Linked DNA regions of Zea mays: region 1 is linked to region 2. The links are chromatin contacts, called in public Hi-C maps. All regions are on one chromosome and are shown on one strand. The core of a region is the stretch at or near the end of the contact, and the rest is flanking DNA. Distances in the headings are between cores, read along the strand shown. Region 1 overlaps LOC100216660 (Armadillo/beta-catenin-like repeat). Region 2 has its middle 18 kb from the start of LOC542088.

Region 1 (5,347 bases), core at 1,488-3,987, 230 kb before region 2:
GTATCTGTTAGTTCATCCATTGCTGAATTGCTTCGCATTTTGACAAACAACAGTGGCATTGCTAAAAGTTCTGCTGCTGCAAAAATGGTGGAGCCACTTTTCTTGCTTTTACGTCGCCCTGATGTTACTATGTGGGATCAGCACAGTGCCTTGCAAGCACTCGTAAATATTTTGGAGAAACCTCAGAGTCTAGCAGCATTGAAGTTGACTCCCAGTCAAATAATTGAGCCTTTAATATCATTTCTTGAGTCTCCCTCTCAAGCAATTCAGCAACTTGGCACTGAGGTGCTCTCACATCTTCTAGAACAGGAACATTTTCAACAGGATATCACTACAAAAAATGCAGTTGTTCCTCTGGTGCAGCTTGCTGGTATTGGAATCTTGAGCTTACAACAAACTGCAGTTAAAGCACTTGAAAACATCTCACAGAGTTGGCCCAAGGCAGTAGCCGATGCAGGTGGAATTTTTGAACTTTCAAAGGTAATTGTCCAGGATGATCCTCAGCCAAGTCAAGCATTATGGGAATCTGCAGCACTTGTGTTATGCAATGTTCTGCGTTATAATTCTGACAACTATGTCAAAGTCTCAATGGCTGTACTTGTGAGATTGCTGAACTCCACCATGGAGAGTACCGTCACGATAGCTCTCAGTGCTCTACTTGTTCAAGAGAAAAGTAGCTCACGCTGTGCTGTGGCCATGGCTGAGGCTGGGGCAGTACGGGCACTCTTGGAGCTCCTGAAGAGCCATCGATGTGAGGAATCTGCAGCAAGATTGCTTGAAGCCCTGATAAACAATTCAAGGGTCCGTGAAACAAAAGTTGCCAAGTATGCTATTGCTCCACTGGCACAGTACCTGTTAGATCCTCAATCTAAGAACCAGTCAGCAAAGTTTCTGGTTACTCTTGCACTAGGTGACATTTTCCAGCATGAAGCTCTTGCAAGGGCAAGTGACTCTGTGTCTGCCTGCCGTGCTCTTGTAAGCCTACTTGAGGACCAGCCTACGGATGACATGACAACAGTTGCTATTTGTGCACTGCAAAGCTTAGTGATGCACAGCAGGACAAATAGGCGTGCTGTTGCTGAAGCTGGGGGCATTTTGGTTGTGCAAGAATTGCTTCTTTCACCAAATGTGGATATTTCAGGACAGGCTGCCCTTCTAATGAAGTACCTATTTTCAAATCATACGCTGCAAGAATACGTGTCGAATGAGCTTATTCGATCTCTTACTGGTGAGTCGGCAATCTTAATGGTGAAGTGTGTCCATGATATTCTTATTTAAAATGTGTATTTGCTCATGTCCATGGGTGAAGTTTCATGCCCTTCTATTTTGAAAATGAAATGTTTTTTTTTCCATTTGCCATTTTGTCTTTGTTACTATAGACAAGAATATCTAATAAAAGCAGATGCATTAAGTTATGAAATGATTGAATTGCAAATGCTTATGGGTGTTATCCTGCTTGCTGATGGATCGATTTGATTATTTTCTAATGTCAAATACAATTTGTATCAGCTGCCTTAGAGAGAGAGCTGCTCTCTACGTCAACTATCAATGAAGTTATTCTGAAGACCATATATGTGATATTCAGCAACTTCAAAAAGGTTCGGTTTTCTGAGGCCGCAACCTTGTGCATACCACACCTGGTTTGTGCTTTGAAGGATGGAAATGAGGCTGCCCAAGAGAGCGTGCTTGACACCCTTTGCTTGCTTAAAGAATCTTGGCCGCAAATGAATGAAGACATCGCTAAAGCCCAGTCCCTGATTTCAGCTGAAGCCATACCTGTACTACAAATGCTTATGAAGACATGTCCTCCCAGTTTTCACGAGAGAGCCGATAGTTTGCTTCATTGCTTGCCTGGTTGCTTGACAGTGACCATCATTCGTGGGAATAATCTGAAACAGACAATGGGGGGTACAAATGCATTTTGTTGCCTGCAAATAGGAAATGGTCCTCCAAGGCAAACTAAGGTAATTCTTGTAGATAATTGTACTCAATAGTTAATTTGCGGTGCAGTTGGTTACTTATGTCTGTGCTGAACGTCAGGTGGTAAACCACAGCATGTGCCCAGCTTGGAACGAGGGTTTCACTTGGTTATTTGACGTGGCCCCTAAAGGGCAGAAGCTCTACATCATATGCAAAAGCAAAAATACGTTTGGAAAGGTATGGTCGTAACTCGTAAGAATGTCATGCCTTCTTCTCTTGGTCCTTGGCTTATTTATTGCCTGTGATTCTTGTGTGTTATTTTCTCAAATGTTGGTACTTCCATTGCAGTCAACCCTTGGAAGAGTGACCATCCAGATCGACAAGGTTGTCACCGAGGGTGTATACAGCGGGTTCTTCAGCCTCAGCCACGACGGAGGTAAGGACGGCTCAAGGACCCTAGAGATAGAGATCGTATGGTCCAATAGGCCATCCAACGACTGTATGTAGCGTACGGATGATTTACCTGACGCCAATTCTTGTACTCTTGGCTTCCATGTAAATCAGCCCCCCCCCCATAATCATCCGAATTCATTTATTTGTACGTAGAAAGTTAAGACACTTAGATAACTCGCGCCATCATTCAATTATTGAGGTCATTTCCGGGATTGTGGCCCTGCTGCTGTAAACTGATTTTGCACCCGGGTATTTTTTTTTGTACAGGTGAATTTATTTCATGTAGTTATAGCTTAGTGTAGATTGGTGGTGAGTACGGACAAGCCCTAGTGACAGTAACATTGGGTGTGATGTGTGGCGTGATATTTGCTCCCGTGGGTGTGTTTCCGGCACTTGTAGCCTCAGGATACACATGGCTGAGCTTGGCACTGTTCTATTTGTCAGGCATGTTTGTTTACCTGTTTGGTTCTGGCTACGCAAAACTTTTTTTTTACATCCACCTTGCCATAGCCGTACCAGCGGTACGAGGAATCTGAGGTACCTTTTTCTTCCATCTCGGCAGAAGTTTGATGTTTGGCGAAACTGTCTCAGGTTACATGGTAATAACAATACTATTTGCAAAACCAAACACGCCACATACCAGTACTGCTTGCTGGCAGCCTGAACCAATGTTTTAACGGTCCCACAATATGCTAACACATTTGAATGCTATACTGTAGTAGTACTTGGTGGTCAACGTAGCGGAAGTCGCAGAGTGTGCCGTGGCTGCCTATGTATTTTCTTTTTATTGATTTGGTTAAACTTTTATCTTTCTTGAAAGGTAGAACAAGGCTGCAGGCTGACAGCCTGACAATATAAAGCTGCAGACTTGGCGGCTTTGGCATCGACCGTCCAGGTCGTATCTATTGTAACCATAACTCCTATTGGTCGCTTGATTTTGATTACTATATAGTATAAAAAGTAAGTCAGATATAAGTTAAAGAGTGATGACCTTCTTTTTTTATTACCTCTTCTAAAAAGGGTGATTTAGGGGGTAGGTAAAAAAGAGGGAGTGAAGACAAAGTAACAATGTATGGAAACATGATGGAGAACAAAGTTTGTTACCCATCTTATGTGTTTTAACACTCTTCATTCTATCTTCCTCTATATATTATAAATTTACAGGCATACCTTCAGCTTTACAAGTGAGACAGCTCGAACATACTTCGAAAGCTAAGAAGAATGAAGCCTAGGATCCTCCAAAAGGTGAATGTATGCATGAAACTGTTCACCTATTTATAGAGAAGAGGCACAACTTCATGTAAAGTTTAAAATTATGATTTACAAAATATTATGGGGGCATCAATGTCTTTTCTCTTTCTTTCTTGCTGCACAACTAGATGCCTTCTCCATCACCGCTTTGCATAGAAATCCTTTTCCACGCCGAAGCTGGTGACTTCGGCTCATTCCTTCGCCACATACGTGCCCAGTCGAAGCCTCTTTTTAGGCTGCTTCGGCCAAAGGCTATCTTCGTCCACCCTTCGTTGTGTGCATGAAACACATTTTCTTATGCCGAAGGTTAGGTGTTTTGATGATCTTCGGCAGACTAGGCCTCAACAGTAGCCCCTTGCGGGATGAACTCGTTTTTTCATATCGAGCCAGGAACACAAAAAATATATCTAGGAGGCCTTGTGCTGACGGTTCGAAAAACAACTTCCCAAAGCTCGTTATCGAAAAGGTTAAACAAATACTTCGATACAAATGGAGCCAAACTCGCGGTCCACTAGATAGGGAGAAGGTGGAAGGGCTATCGTCCACGCGCGCAAATTTTTCCATGGCTCGCGCCCTTTCGTGCCCATTTCTTAGTATAAAAGCGATAGAGCAGGTGGGGTGAGTCACATTAACTACCCTAAACCTCGTGCTGCCAAAATATTAGGTGACTTCAAAGCTTTTTCTCCACCGCCGCTTCAAAGACTAATTTCGGCAAAACATCTTCGGGTAAAATACCCTCGATGGCTAGAATCTGCTCAACTTTTGCATGGTGTTTCTATGTGCAAAAAGTGTTTGAAACATGTTAGTATATCCTATAGACGCTCTCGATAGATTTTCATATTTTTCGGGATATTTTTCTATTTTTTCGGAAACCAAAACCTATTTAATTGAGGTACTTAAAATTGTTTTTTTAGAAACTCTAAGTATGTTTTTTAGTTCATTAGGTGCCAAGACATTTTAGGATTTTTCCTGGAATTTTTGAAAGCATCTATAATATTTTGAGCACAAAATATAGATTTCTAGGCTTTTTGAATTTTTTAAAAAATGGTAAAATCCGAATTTTAACCAAATCTATCTCGTCCGAACCCTATATATATATATATACATGTCCGGCTTCTCATCGAGCCCGTTCTAGAGCACGAAACTGTTTTCTTAGATTCAATTCCCAGCTCCTGGAATTGCTCGCCGAAGTTCGGAGCGGTTCCAACTCCAGCGACAACTTCGGCGAGCAATTATTCCCAATCCGTACATCGTCCGAGGAATCTGAGGGTACCGCTGCGTTCATCTCGTCGGGGCGCATCTGGTTCGCCGATCGGACCACTGAATCTCTATCAATCGACAAATTTCTTCTCGGCTCCGGCGATGGTCTTCTTCCCTAGTGAGAAACCTACATTGTTGTACCTAGGGTTTCTTCGTGTTCTTCGTTTTCCCGTCCATGCATGGCCTCCCTCACTCTCCCCTCACCTTCCCCGGCGACGACACCCCTCCCCCGTCTGTTTCCCCTCCCCGGCGCGGCCCCTCACCTCCCTGCGGCGGTGGCGGCCGATCGGCCAACCGGCTCGGCTCGGCTCGGCCGCACCCCATGCGTGTCGTGCCCCCCCCCCGCGGCCCCGTGGCACCGGCCGACCTGACCTCATCCTCCCCCTGTGCATTCCCCTCACCTTCCTCCTACTCTCTCTTCCATGGATAGGAGGAAGAAGATGAGGTGAGTAAGAAGATGACG
Region 2 (5,646 bases), core at 1,751-4,250:
GGATACCAATTGACTGTACAAGTGCTTTTAAAGTACAGGTGACGTTTGAGTGGAAAATGAAGTTATTTTATTAAAACGAGACCATCCTACTCACATGCATGTTTCGTATGTCAATTGGATAGTTATATTCAGACAATGCTTAAAAAATATAACTTGCAAACTTGTTCTATATATATACACCTAAAAAGAACAAAAAAGAAATGGTGTTTTTAGGTGACATGGCATAATTTACATAAACTCTCTCTGTTTCTAAATATTAGTCGTTTTAGTTTTAGAATTTTATGTCTATATTCATATGTATGATAATTTACTATTGTATAAATCTAATAAAAAGGTAAAACGAATTTAAATTTGGGACATAGTGAGTATTATTTTCTAATGTGCGGTAGCATATATACTTGGAATGTATCCTCTTAACATTTTGAGTTTATCATGCAATGATACTGTTTGTATATTGGAATGTTGTGCACAACTGTTTATCTCAACTCTCAACTGTTGAGTGGATCTATACATACATTTTCTTTTATGGAAATTTTATAGTAATAGATAGTAGCGATGTACAAGCAACCAACAAATCAGATGTACATCCAAATTAGATACTTATTTCTAGAAACCCACAAATGGACACTTCGGAACATGTACACCTTGAGAAAATTGACCTTGGATTCCATATGTATTTTCCACTTAGTAGTTATTTTTATTTTTTTATCGGACCATTTAGTGTATGTTTTGTATTATATAAATAGTTTCTATTTTTTCATTTGCAGGAATCCATAGTGCCAATAAAATTGTTCTCACTAGCATACTGGGATTTTTTTGGAGAATAAAAGAAGACATGGTGTACTGGGATGAAAATAAAAGAAGATCAAAAGACGCAGGAAATATACAGAATTGGCATTTGAGTTTTTTGGGAAAAAAATTACGGCCCCATTTAGAATACAGGGATTTTTTTTCTATTTCCTGTGTTTTTTCTACGAAAATGAACTGATCCTTGTAAAATTCTTCTGCATCCCAAAGTGGCTGTAATTTGCTTGTGTTTCAACAAGGGAAAGGAATAAATGAAGCCACTCTGTATAATAGGATAACATAACCTCTACTTAACAAAAGAAACAATTCCCGCCCGTACGTCGTTTCCAGGAATACCATTGCTTTAGCGTGCACCTGACAGGGACTTGCGTGTGCGTAGACAACATTCTATACTCAGGACAAAATAGGTGTACATGTGAGGATCAGAAAGCTTAGTCCCACAGCCACAGCTGGTGATGAGCGAAGCCCAATTTTTATAGCGTGACTATCACATATGGGTTGTTGAAACTTCCTGTGCACTTTTTTTAGAAGATAACTTATGCGTGCGTGAGAAAGATATCTTGCTACAGGTTCACCATTTCCTGATCTGCATTGATCTTTTTAGCCGAAATGTGCCACTACTCAAATACATCCAAATGTGCATTTCTACTCTTGTACATTAATAGACCATATGTATAGTTAGCAACCACAAAGCATATATAGTCGTTGGGGTCTAAACTTTACCGTATTCAGATATAATGTAAACAAGAAATACAATTTGTGAAATCGTGTGCGATGGAGACATTGTCTTAGTTGACAATGGAACATTGTGATAAAGTATTATTATTGTCATCGCAAAGTGAGTTACATGCTTTAGGTCAAAATGCATATGTTCAAATATATGGTTTTGATTTATGCATGTGTGTTAACATGCTGGTTGATATTGTTGTAACATACTCGGTGAAGTGGTGTTATGTAGATTAAGCTTGAATCAAGTCGCGGGCTTATGCTCGTATACGGTTGCTTGTGTTGTTCATGTGCCCGTTTTGCTTGAGATAGAACATGGTCGGTGACAGGGCCGTTCCTGACTTTTGAGGGGCCCGGGACAAGATTATAAACACAGGCCCCAACACCATAAAAACTATTTTTTACTATTATATATACTCCATCCGTTTCGTTTTAGTTGCCGCTGGATAGTACAAAATTGAACTATCCAGCGACAACTAAAAAAATGGGGGAGTATCAACTTATTATACTTGATGTACCACAGAAAGACTTGAGCAGTAAAAAATATAAGTAAGATTATTACCTTAAATATATTTTAGAGATCAATTTAAAAATGTCTTCTAACATTTCTAGATGCAAAATCATCAATGATGGCTTCAATATTGACATCATCTAATAATTTCTTCTCAATACATAAAGTTGCTAGCCCATCTAACCTTTCTTGAGACATTGCAGGCCTTAAATAATTCTTCAATAACTTAAGCTTTGAGAAGCTCCTTTCAGCTGATGCCACAGTTATTGGTATAGTAAATAATATCCGATAAGCAACAAATATATTGTGATAGCAATCCATTTTCCTAACAAACTCAAAAATATATTGGTATGTAAATAATATCCGATTCTATCCTATATTCTTATTGGACTTTGTGTGCGGTGGGGCCCCCGGGAGATGGGGGCCAGGTCGGCCGCCCCTCCCGCCCTACCTCAGGCACGACCCTGGTCGGTGATAGGCTAAAACTAAGTTTAGGGGGAACTGAGGTTTCAGTACTAAGTTCAAAGAGAAACTGAGATCACCAGCCAGTATATCACGTGGGACGTTCGAGCTTGAGAACGGTGCAAATGAAAAGTCATGTTGCGTTAGAGCCGCAGTGTGGTGTATGGTCACGTCACGTGAGGACACGAGTGTCGAGAAACGTGAGCGATCGTAGCGTGAAGATGGTGTCATCTTGGCTAACGTGCATGTGCATATGTACGCCGTATGCCTAGCCATCTTAATTAGCAATTGCTAATGGCATTTGATTATTGGCATATCATGATGGTGTGCATGCTAGCATGCACTCATTTGCACAAGCAAGCAAGTAGCAGACGCTTAAAAGATGCTAGCTTGCATGTGTTTGGACCTGTAGCACGGACGGGGAGCTGTGGCGAGCGCGTGAAGTTGCTCTGCCAAGGCGTCGGGCAGCTGGTGCTCAGGCGGAGTGGGGTGGGCCAAGGAGAGTTCGGCGGCCCAGCTGAATTGGCGCTATGGTGGTTCAAGCCGAAAGAGAAGAGTCTGGATCGGGGTTGATTGAGGACCCGTTTGTTTGTTACGGTATAAAAAGATACCTGTTTTTATTTCTGGCTCAAATAGAGTGGATCCATGTGATTCAAAGTCTGGTGAAATTGCGCTATTGTGGCTCGGATTCTATCAGGAAGAGACAACACGAGGCTTTGTTCTAGACCATGGAGGGAGGGGAAAGTTTAAACCGGACTTATTTTGCTTCCAATTCAGGCCTAAACAAACGGTTGAAATGGCCCCAACCGAACTCCAAACTAGACCAATTTATTCCACCTAGAAGGAGCCTGAAAACAGGCCAACCCGTCGATACGAACAGGTCATGATGTAAATCGAATCCAGGCCGATTTTAGCTGGCCCGTGGAATTCGAGTCAGATGTGTGACGAATAAGGACTCCTATCACTATATACATAGAAAAGTAGATTTCGTTTTTATTCAGGGAGAGGAGATTAAAAAAGAGTCTAGACTTATAAATTAAATCTAGTAGAGATTGTTGGCGCCGATCTAGGCGCCATCACTGTGAGGTATACCAATGGCGGTGCTCTCTTCGACAGCGTGGACGGTCTGTGATCTGTGGCAGGGGCGGAGTCTTCTGTGTCGAGCAAGACGGTCTGCGTCTAGTGACCGAACGGTCCGCGCGTGCGCAGAGGTGGCGGTGTTCACCAACAACACCTGGATCTGACCCCCCAGGACCCATCAGGGAGAAGAGATCCTAGGTTTGTATTGGGATTGGCAGGCCAACCAAGACGCCTATAGACAACGTAGAGTCGAAGAGAGGTGAAGATTGAGGTGAAGAAGGCTATGTTCCTATCTATTCGTAGGGCAAAAAGTAAAGGAACAGAAGATATATTGATATGATTCGATTGTTGGTTGTAAATCGGTCGTACCCCTTCAAATATATAAGGGGTAAGTCTGGACCCGTTCCTAGCCGTCTTCCAACAACTCCCACGAGTTTATAGGAATAAACATGCGTGGATATAGGAGCTTAATTCGCATGTTCTGATCTAATCATGGACTGTCCGCGTCTAAGGGCGGATTGTCCTAACGCATCCAATGCCACAAATGGTGCTCAACAGAGGTTAATCTAGGATTTTAGAGTTTTCAACGAACAACTTGCTAGTGCTTTGAAGAAGCACATTTGTATTCAAATCTAGGTGATATTGTGCAAAATTAGTACGGTAAGATTATTCCTCTCTTTGTTGATCAATTGTGTTCTTGATTTTGATTCTAGATTGAATCTTAGTTTTCAATTGTTCTTTGATGTTTTGATTCTTTTAAATCATTACTAACACTACCGGAAACGAGCGCTTTGCCGAGTGCCCGAAGCACTCGGCAAAGCCTTAAAAACACTCGGCAAAGGCTTTGCCGAGTGTCGCACTCGGCAAAGAAGGCTCGGCAAACAGTGCATCGGCAAAGCCTTCTTTGCCGAGTACTTTTTCTCGGGCACTCGGCAAAGAGGTTTGCCGAGTGCCAGGGAGCACTCGGCAAAGAAAGGCAGCCGTTACGGCGACGGGGTGATGAAGACGGTGTTTTTGCCGAGTGTCACTCGTGACACTAGTGACACTCGGCAAAGAAGTTACTTTTGCCGAGTGTCTGCCCAGTAGCACTCGGCAAAGAATCAATCTTTGCCGAGTGCCACCTGGGACACTCGGCAAAGAACCTGCCAGGGAGGGTCCCCATGTCAGGTTCTTTGCCGAGTGTCAGAGACATTACACTCGGCAAATAACCTATACCGGTGCCCAGGTCTTGGTTCTTTGCCGAGTGCTATGGTCTTGACACTCGGTAAAGAACCTCTTTGCCGAGTGTAACACTCGGCAAAGTGACCAGTATGCACCTTTTTTATTTGTTTTTTGTATTCCATCCACACAAACAAAAGATATCACATATATATCACATATATACATCACAGGTATCATCACAAACATAAATAGCCAACACAAACATAAATATCCATCACAAACATAAGTGTTCAACACAAGTACCCAACACAAACATAAGTCTCATACGTCTCAAGCTCTGACATAAGTATCCAACACAAACATAAGTGACTAACACAAGTTTTGAAGTCTTCAAACACACAGACATAAGTATTCAACACTGAAAACATAAAACTCATGGAGGTAGGCGGTTGGTCTGGTGCTGCGTTGGGCTGAACCCTTCAGGAGGGTTGTTGGATGCGGCCCCAGATTGACCCTGCACAGAGAAGAGATTGCATGTGTTATACCAGATGCATTACTGGGCAGTATGGAACACAGCAGGGTCAACTGCAGGGAACAATGGAGGTGGCGGAGCGAAACCCTGTGTCGTGCTAAGGCTCTGCATGTACTGGAACATATCTGCCATCCTCTGATCAGTCTCCGCCCGCTCCGCCATTATCCTCGCCTCCATCTCTTCTAGTTGGGTATGTAATATTATAAGCCAATGTTATAGTAACTCAAAGAGAAGGTATATAACTCAAGGAAGGATGAGTTACAGAAGCACTAACCTCGAGTTGCTATATGCGCTGCTGTGAGCTATCGTGCCGAGGTCGTATGGTTGGACTCGAGCCCATGTTCCTTGCTCTCACCTGAGACAGAGT

What was found. A called contact is a pair of places that touch in the nucleus more often than the background predicts.
Region 1: a contact with region 2 is called in a Hi-C map of tassel, with 3 times the contacts expected there. The contact joins two enhancer-like sites. A contact is called at or near these places in 3 of 25 Hi-C or Micro-C datasets (ear, root tip and tassel).

The regions. Positions count from the first base shown.
Region 1 is chr2:134,808,546-134,813,892 of Zm-B73-REFERENCE-NAM-5.0, reverse strand. It overlaps LOC100216660 (Armadillo/beta-catenin-like repeat), which reads left to right. Exons shown (of 8, transcript NM_001359475.1): 5 at 1-1,228; 6 at 1,510-1,964; 7 at 2,041-2,157; 8 at 2,269-2,808. The coding sequence ends at 2,427. Among protein-coding and RNA genes, the nearest start is that of LOC100216660, 11 kb to the left of the region's middle. Within about 2 kb of position 2,737, at least 8 of the 20 cell types and tissues checked have an H3K27ac peak or open chromatin away from gene starts, as enhancers often do. A contact at or near this core is called in ear and tassel, where this site is marked.
Region 2 is chr2:134,574,110-134,579,755 of Zm-B73-REFERENCE-NAM-5.0, reverse strand. No RefSeq gene overlaps it. Among protein-coding and RNA genes, the nearest start is that of LOC542088, 18 kb to the left of the region's middle. Within about 2 kb of position 3,000, at least 14 of the 20 cell types and tissues checked have an H3K27ac peak or open chromatin away from gene starts, as enhancers often do. A contact at or near this core is called in ear and tassel, where this site is marked.